2 separate regions of the Sorghum bicolor genome follow, and region 1 is linked to region 2. A link is a contact called in public HiCAR-type data. All regions are on one chromosome and are shown on one strand. Each heading gives the region's core, a stretch centred on a gene start, on an enhancer-like site or on the middle of the called end of the contact. The rest is flanking DNA. Distances are from core to core; before and after follow the strand shown. Region 1 holds the start of LOC8077900 (caffeoylshikimate esterase). Region 2 holds the start of LOC8077899.

Region 1 (4,453 bases), core at 1,800-4,299, 200 kb before region 2:
ATGCCAAAGTAGGACCATAGTTTCCTTGCGTTAAAAAAAATCCATAGTATATTGTCTTTTTTTTGGTAGACATATGACATAGTTTCCATATGTCTATATCATCTATCTTTATTTGGGAAAATATGGAGATGTGTTTCCATGAAGTCAAACAATTATAAATCCAATTGAGACATTCCAGTTCTTACTAGCTTATTGAAATTTTATGAGCCAAATGATACAAAGAACATCGGAAGTTTTCCAATTAAGCTAGGGAATAAATGTGGTTGGAGCTCAAAAGTATATTTCAGGTAAATAACACAAAGGTGTCACATTGCCATCAACAGACCTCTTTATGAAAAAGTATCTTTTATTTGGCCAAACAAAAGCAAACCCCCCCGTGCTAGTGCTACAAGCCAGAAGAGTAGTATACGTAATTACCACCTACTAACTTTAGACGGAGTAAAACTCTGAACAGGTTTAATTACCAGCATTCTGATGAGCTCATATCTACAAATTAAACAGAGCAAAGATGAAAGAGAAAAGGAACCTAGGAGAGTATTCGACAAGGTGTTAAGATAAGATCTCTAGGGAGGGCTTGAGCCTCATTGTAATATGTTATAGACCCCCTTTAGCGCTGCCAAAGCGTTTGTACTGCAAAAACCTTCTTTCTTAATACAAAGATGCACGAACCTTTCGTGTATTTGAGGAAAAAGGAAAGATAAAATGTAGGGCACGGATTAGAAATATACATGGGCCGGGATGTGGGTGTCCATGCGTTCAGATTTCAGAAATATGGGTGTATATGTGTATACCATTTAGTAGACCAGAGCAGCTACCCCCCCCCCCCCTTTGTGACACCTGCTTGTAGAGTCGTAGCAGCAGTTATCATAACATATATTAATTGAACAGTCAAGTTCATCAGAGCACTGCATGCATCCCATAATTCTTCAGTTCCCTGTCGGCGATTCAGCGTTCATAGCTTCAATCATGCACCTTTGTCAGAGTAGAAACAACCTCTTCTGCCTAGAGAAGTGACCAAAGAGCGCAAGGTGGTTTCTCATGCTTTTTGGTGCTTATTAATTAACAGCTCCCTATATGTGTCTCATTCTGTTTTATGATGCTAACCACTCCTCGATCGTTCTTGATGTCTTGTAATGCCCATCTTTTACTATCATTTACGCTATGCCACTGAGAATGTTACGTAACTCTCAAGGCTCCTGATAATAATAATTCAAAGCCTCACAGCTTCTGAACTCCCACGAATATATCCTAATGTTATGATGAGTGTGTAGTTGCAATGTTAGTTCTTTGACCACTATTAGTAGTTTACTCTAGCTAGATGATCGAGTAGATAACACATGAAGAAGAACAAATTCTACCCACATCTCAGGGCAAATGGTTTTGGTGCCGTCTAATATACATAAGAAAAGTTGCATATCTAGAAATACCAAAACAACCTGTAAATTGAAACTGAGGGAGTAATTACTAACAGGCATGCATCTAGAAGAGCACGTACGTTAATGGTATATTAGCGAGCATCAAAGTAATTAACGTGAGGTCTGAATTTTTGTGATAGGAGGTACATGTCCTTTGTCCTATACACATCATCACACACCAAGAGTTGTTAGTGGAACTGAGACATCGATCGATTTCGCTTTTCTAGCTACCGATCATGTGTTGTGTGGTTTATTTGTGCGCCCGAAAAGGAAAAGACAATGAGGAGGAGAAGGACATGATCACGGGCATGAAAAAAACTCAGGGGCGTACCTCTCATGAAGTCGCTGCACTCCATCCCGTAGCCTGAATTGAAAAGCAACACATGCATGCACAGGAACAAGCAAGTAAGGAAAGGTCAATGTCAAAACCATGCATCCTTTGAATCAAACTCTTTGTGCTTTGATGATGCCATTCTAAGCTAGCTACGTACTATTATTATTATAGTCATAGTACTGTGGAAAACTTTGCAAACTAGCTTGGTATAGAGGAAAACTTAACCGAGATGACGCATTGGTCTAGTCTTGAATCGATTTGACGATGATAACTTGACCAATGCAAACCAACGGGCTTAAATTACAATTGTGCGGATGCATGGTGAGAGAGAAATTCAAGTGTAGAGGAAGCAAAATAAGCAGGCGCGTACGTACCATGGCAGAGGAAGACGAGCGCTTTGGGTGGGGAGGAGGACGCCGGCGGCAGCCAGCCGCAGGTGAAGAGCTGCACGCCCCTCGGGTTCCTCACGTACTCCTGCAGCATCCGCCGCCCGGCCGGCCGGCCAATCATCAGAATCAAACAGTCGACAGATAATAAGAGAAAAGAACCATCGAAATTAAATGGAATTAATTGCATCTAGCATGGAGATGGACTGATGAAGAACAGAAAACTTTGGCAGGAATTGAAGCAAGGAGATAGCGGGGCTAAACTACAGATTCTTTTTTCTATACTTTTCTTTTTTGATTGATTGATTGATGTCAACAACAAGCAAACTATTATTATCACTAGACTGAAACGCCATCATATATCAGCGACTCAATCCGAGCCAAAGATGAAGAACAGAAAACTTTTAGCAGCGTAAGGAGCTTTGCTCACCTCATGGTAGACCACGTCCATCATCTTCTGCAGGCTGCAGCTAATAATCCGGCCGTAACCCCTCCTCGAATACAGTATATCAGAGCTTGGAGAAGAATCAGACGGCAGCAATACGCAGGGAGGAATGAATGTCACAGAGAGAGCGCATGCATGCGCAGCTAGAGATGTCGCTAGCAGAGAGATCGAGGAGGAGGGGGAGGAGGAAGACGATGGAAGCGGTGGGAGGGAGACCGACGGGAAGCGTGTGGAGGAGGCGCAACACGTGCCGTATGAACGCGGCCCGGGCTGTATAGACAGGGAGACGAGGTGCGACGTGGGCGTCCGTCAGGACTCAGTCTCAGGATATGGGGGATCCGCTGCGGTTGCCGGAACGGAACAACCACCCTGCCGCTGGCCACCGTTTCAAGAAGAGACAGGTTGGTTGGTACGGTGGTGTCTGCCGATCTGATCCGCGCGCTCAGTCGTCATCTGCCGGGATCATCATATCTACGACCTCCCCTTCTTCTCGGGATGCACAACGGCAGGCAGGCACCGATATATAGTTTATAATACTCTATATACAGATCAAATGACGAGTATCTTCGCTTTTTCTAGTACTACTATCTTCAGCTGGAGATGATGGCTCGTGGCTGTAACGGGAACACGGAATGGCAACTAAACCCTTTTTGCAGCTGGTCCTAATAACTTAAGATGAGGGCCGTATTTGGTTGAGCTTTCGAAAAGCGTTTCTACTGTTTTTAAAAGAAGTTTTTGGATGTTGTAGCACATTTGTAATTATAGTAATTAGTGTCTAATTATAGATTAGTTAGGCTTAAAAGATTCTTCTCGCAAAATACACGTAAATTGTTTAATTGATTTTTAAAATTTATATTTAATATTTTATATATGTGTCCAAACATTCGATGTGATGGAATAAAATGTTTTTGGGTGGAAACTAAACAGTATGTGAAATCTAAAGTTGCTTTTGCAATAATACCTACTTTCTCGTATTATGATTTTAGAAGCACCGGCTTGGATCATTGAAGGACCGAAAACGGCGACCAGAGAGGGGAGGTGAATGGGAGCCGTAAATTTTCTTCCGAAATATTTTTGGCCGCTGTCTCAAATCACCACCAAATTCAAACAAGTATCCGAAACTGAATTTCTCAAGTCAACTCGTGACAAGAGCAATTAGATAAAATTCCTTGCAATGGTAGAGGACCATCGCAACTGATGGAAATCAATTCGGAGCTCGAACGACCAAAGAATAAGCGAAACACAAAATCGTGGCTAAAGAAATATTGGACAGAAAATCCCCTGAAAAGAAAATTTCGCTCAGCTGCACAAGCATGTTACTTCGGCACAGCTACACCTGACCAAGCCTACTAGCACCAATCACAGAGAAGAAAATAAATTCACCACCGTGAATAGCAAACAAGTAGAAGAAGTAAATTAAATCTTCAAATCAAGGATTAACCAAGGATTGCCTAAAGCTTTTTACGGAAGCAAATAAAAGCTTTTGACCAAATGCAAACTAACAGAAATAAAATCACAGGCTGCTGCAATTTGCACAGAAGCTAGCAGCGATCTGCTCTGTTGACCAAAAAGCTCCTGCTACTACTGGATTGTATGCTCTTGCACTTGAATCAGAAACAAACAAGTACGGAGGAAAACTGAATGAGCAATCTTGGAAACGGTGGACTGCAACTAGGAGATCTGACTCAAGAATCGTCTAGAGAACAAACACAGAGACAGGGACATCTGCTGTTGTAGCTCTGCGCCACTTGCAATTTGCTCGATAGGAGAAGCTGCCAAGCTGCTGGGCACGAGCGAACTGGAACAGGGAAGCGTATGGCGGGCGTCCACAAAGACCTGTTGCAAGTGCTGCTCAATGGAGCGTGCACGGCGC
Region 2 (4,962 bases), core at 1,519-4,018:
AATGAGTGCTACCAGGTCCTCTGCTAACCAAGATGTTGCCAATACATGTAAGCGATATATTTTGTAGCTACACTTCAAACTTTCTATACTGCATTGAAACTAATTTGTTCATCTATCATTTCTTTTGTTCTTTAGAGCCAGTCTTTTGAAAACAGAGATGATAGTGGAGGGTTTACCAGTGGTGGAGTAAACATCCTAAATGAAAGGTGACTGGTCAGCAGAGTTAGTGAATCATACCAGCCACAGCCAACTTACGTATGCAGCTTACTGCCTATTGTCTTGCAATTAAGATAATGGTGGCGTGACAGGATTAGTTGTAAACTGGTCGCACTGTACTTGGGACTACAACTTTTTTTAGGGAGGGACAGCAACTTTGATGCATTGGCATGAGAAATTCTCATTACCTTTTGAACTGCTACATGTCTGGAACCTTTGACACCGCTATATGTATGTACATGTAAATTTATATATTTCTCTAAACTACTTTGTAGTCTATACATAAAACATATATATCCTCGATCTATATTTACATTTGCAGTCCATATATCTTTACTTGCTGTGAGAACAATTACAGCAGCACATATAGTATATACCTATATACTGCATGATCTTTATCTCTATGTATATATATATATATATATATATACCTACTATTATTAATTAATTCCTCATATTATTCTTATGTGTGGTGTAGCGTAGAGACTTGCCTCTACAAACCTAAAATATGGGCACTTACGCGCGCAGGGGCGCGCGGTTTGTACTAGGGCCTTGTTTACTTCCTAAAAAATTTTACAAAATTTTTCAGATTCCCCATCACATCGAATCTTTAGACACATGCATGAAGTATTAAATATAGACAAAAATCAAAACTAATTACACAGTTTGGTCGAAATTGACAAGACGAATCTTTTGAGCCTAGTTAGTCCATGATTGGACAATATTTGTCAAATACAAACGAAAAAGCTACAGTGTCGACTTTGCAAAATATTTTGGAACTAAACAAGGCCTAGTACAGCACAAGCGCCGGAGCCCTGCAGTGCCACAGCGAGGACGAGGAGACTGTCGATCTGTGCAACGGCAACGGGCAGCAGGAAACTGTGCGGCGGAACGGAAGCGCGTGTCCATGGCGAAATCGGCATGCATCGTGGACTCAACGCGGACCCGAGCCGAGCCGATGTCCCACCGTTCACGCGAGGAGCCGAGAGATGTGTTAGGAGGAGCCACGCTTCCAGAACTTTTGATTCTTTCCTTAGCCACGCGTCCACCATCGAGTGCAGGGGCGCACCGGCCGAGGGATGCACCCGTCGCCCAGCGAATTTTTTTTCCACTCTTTCATTACAAGTTCAAATATGTGATGACTCGCTGCGGACATTCGGTTATAGAAATTCGGTTCTCGAAAAATAGGTACCGATCGGTTCCTTCCAAAAATCGCTACCGAGGAAATTCTCGGTTTCTGTATTTTCGGTTCGGTTCCGGTATTTACCGAAAAATACCGAATTGATCGCATAAACATATAATAGCAAGTTTAAAAGCTAATTTTGACATAATTTGGAAATAATTCTTAAAGAATAATAGTGTCAAACACATACATATACAAGTCCACACAATTATAAAATTATATGAGTATAGTACCTCATGTATAAAATATAATAGACTAAAATAATGCTATTAATAATATAACTACACTCAAACTCAGCATATTTCGGTAAATTCGGTTCCCCGAGGTAAAGTACCGAATTTACCTCGGTAAATTCGGTTCATGCAAATTAGGAACCGAACAAGGTACCGAAAAATTCGGTTTCGGTATTTTCGGTTCGGTTCTCGGTTCTCGGTATTTTGTGCCCAGGCTGAGTGATGACTTAACTAATTTCAAAGATCTCGCTCTTATGATGATTCTCATCATAGAGGTAGGATGACATAAGAGTGAGCATATATGAGTGAGGGTCTGTAAGTATAACGTGTTTTGTATAAGAGGAAAAAATGGTTGTGTGATATTTCTATGTATATTAACTTGTATAAAAAGATGGATCAAGTTGTAAATATGTATTATTTTAATATATGACTTAACCCGTAAGTGTTGATTCTAGTATTAAGTTGTCACTTACGTGTTTCATTTGTAACAATCTAAACCTTGTAATGATACAATCTCTGTGTAAATATGTAAAAACAAATGTGTAAGTTTTTCCTTTCTTACTTTGCCCTTACTTCCTTCGTTCAAGTTCCAAAATGAATACAAATTTTAGATTTAGGGTACAAGTTTATAGAAAAGAATATAATATTTATATTTTTAAATAGATTTAATATAAAAGTACATATCTATACCTATTTATAAAGAGAGAAAATTTCAGGCTGCCAATATTTTTTCTGCCTGCCCTGTCCGGCTTAATAAAAACAAATATTAATATCTTTAATAAATTTTATTTTATTTTATTTTATTTGATTCGTGGGTCAATACTTGACGCTTCAATTTCATCCGGCGTCTTAATTTTTTATTATTTAAAATATAAAAGTAGAAACTAGGTAGTATACCTGTATGTTGCTACGGGATATAAAAATTTTGTACTGCTAAAAACACACGGATCGTACGATAAAATAATAATACTATTAAATTAAATATTGAAATTAAAGTGATATTTAATCTAAAAAGAAAAATTTGTGAAATTAACAGTCCCGAAGAACGTGACGTCACATGCTCACAAACTCCTCATCGTAAGACATTTTCATGATGCGAAAAAAAAACAACAAAAAAAAACAATCTCATACGCTGTGGGCCTGTGGCAGTGTCGCTGACTGTCTCGCTGCGCAGGCGCAACCCGACATAACTACTCCTTCCTAACACTGCCGTCGACGCCGACGCGCCGGACTGCCGCTCGCCCTCCACCGCCCGGCCAGCTCAGGCCTCACGGAACGCCACAGAACAAGCGCAGTCCCGATGAGTGAGGGTGCCACCTCGCCGGCGCTGGAGCCGGAGGCGGCGCCTTTGCCGGACAACGACGACATCCATCGGGAGATCTTTCTCCGCCTCCCGCCGCTCCCCTCGTCGCTCCCCCGCGCCTCGCTCGTCTGCAAGCGCTGGCGCCGCATCCTCTCCGACCCCGCCTTCCTCCGCCGCTTCCGCGCCCACCACCGGGCGCCTCCCCTCCTCGGCTTCTTCGCCGACGAAGACGGCGACATCGACTTCGTGCCCACGCTGCGCCGGCCCGACCGCATCCCCGGCGCGCGCTTCTCCCTGCCGCGGCGGCGGCGCGGCGACGACTACTTGAGCTTCCTCGGCTGCCGCCACGGCCTCGCCCTCTTCGTTGACCGCGCGCGGTCTGAGGCCGTGGTGTGGAACCCCGTCACCGGCAGCCAGTGCCGCGTGCCTTTCCCACCGGATTTCAACAAAAGACACGTCTACTACAAAGGCGCCGTGCTGAGCTCCTCCGGCGACGGCCACGTGCACGGTGATTGCCGCTTGATCCCCTTCAAATTGGTATTGGTGCATCAGACTGACCTCCACGACACACTTGCGTCCGCGTGCCTATATGAATCGGAGTCTGGTAAATGGGGCAATATCACCTCAATAGCTATTCCATGGTCTCGTTTGCATCAGCCTTCTGTCCTAGTTGGAAACCGACTTTACTGGATACTTTTAGGTACCAGTGACATCCTTGAGTTTGATCTGGATGGCCAGAGTCTAGCCATAATTCAGAAGCCAGAGGACCCCCGTGTTACAAACAATTCAGGCATTCAGGCCCTGCGACTAGAAGGTAACAAGCTTGGCCTTGCAACTCTGTCAAAGCTGAGCATCCAGTTGTGGCAGAGAGAGACCAATTCAGATGCTGCTGGCACGTGGGTGCCATGGAAAACTATTGAACTAGATAAGCTCCTTTCATTAGATCGGTTAACAAGGATATGGACGGCAACGATTCTGGGGTTTGATGAGGATAGCAATGCTTTCTTTATTTGTACGAGCGTTGGCATCTACATGATCCATCTTGAGTCAACACGGTTCACGAAACTTTTCCAAGGCGATTCATTTACTGCCTATTATCCCTACACAAGTTTATATACTGCAGGTAAGCTTATCTTTATGTTGCACAAGTAATGAGATCCAACTTTTTTTGCTATATGGCAATTGAAATATCACTCATATGCTTAGGAGCTCACTAGCAGTTTGAACATATGCGATGTAATCTTTTCTCTTTCTCAAGTTAGTGAACTCATAATAAAGTAATTTGGTACAATTATTACTTTTGGACTACATGAACCTCGTAGAAAATTTAATTGTTGCCAGGCTATTGAAGTATGCAAAGGAGATTTAATTGTGCTCTCTTGAACTGCTGCTTTCAGCACCAGCTTCGAAATGTTACGAAATTTTTGACAATACTAGCACTTAAGTAAGTTCAGTGTCCTAAATAAGTAGTTTGATTGCCACACTTGGAAACTTAGGGGGTGTTTGGGACTGCTCCACAAACTGCACTGTGGAGCAGCTCCACAAAAACTGGAGTTTGTGGAGTACCTCTTTAGGTGCTCTCACAACTCCACCCTTTTTCCTCGAACTTAGTGCGTGGAGCTGAAGCCGTTTGGCTAAAAAACGTGGAGCGAAGCTGAAAAACGTGGAGCAGAGCAGTCCCAAACACCCCCTTAAAGCTTACTGTTTATTTCATTCATTACATTTCTGCAATGTATATTCATGATTTATCTGAGTGAAGTACATGAATTTTAGCTTGTGGAGTAATACTTCTGCAGGTGATGTCTTCACTTCTACTGGGTGGGTTAGATTAGAACTAAATAATGTTCTGATCTTCAGGGCAAGTTTTTACTTGATGTAACATGTTACATCTAAATGGTCATTCTCATTTGTTTTTCTGTCTGAAGTTTCTTAATTTGAACTTATTTAGTTGAAGTTCATTTGAAATGGCTAGAACTAAGTAGTTGTAGTTACCTTAATGTTTATCTGGCTAAACATGTCCCACATTA

The links. HiCAR-type assays count read pairs that join an accessible place to other places.
Region 1: a HiCAR-type map of leaf shows a contact between it and region 2, with 5 times the contacts expected there. The contact joins the promoter of LOC8077900 here to the promoter of LOC8077899 in region 2. A contact is called at or near these places in 1 of 4 Hi-C or Micro-C datasets (leaf mesophyll) and 1 of 1 datasets of contacts at active chromatin or transcription factors (leaf).

The regions. Positions count from the first base shown.
Region 1 is chr9:45,255,319-45,259,771 of Sorghum_bicolor_NCBIv3, reverse strand. It overlaps LOC8077900 (caffeoylshikimate esterase), which reads right to left and starts at 3,049. Exons shown (of 8, transcript XM_002439610.2): 1 at 2,566-3,049; 2 at 2,124-2,223; 3 at 1,747-1,779. The coding sequence starts at 2,589.
Region 2 is chr9:45,055,267-45,060,228 of Sorghum_bicolor_NCBIv3, reverse strand. LOC8077899 reads left to right here and starts at 2,768. Exons shown (of 3, transcript XM_021446982.1): 1 at 2,768-4,058. The coding sequence starts at 2,933.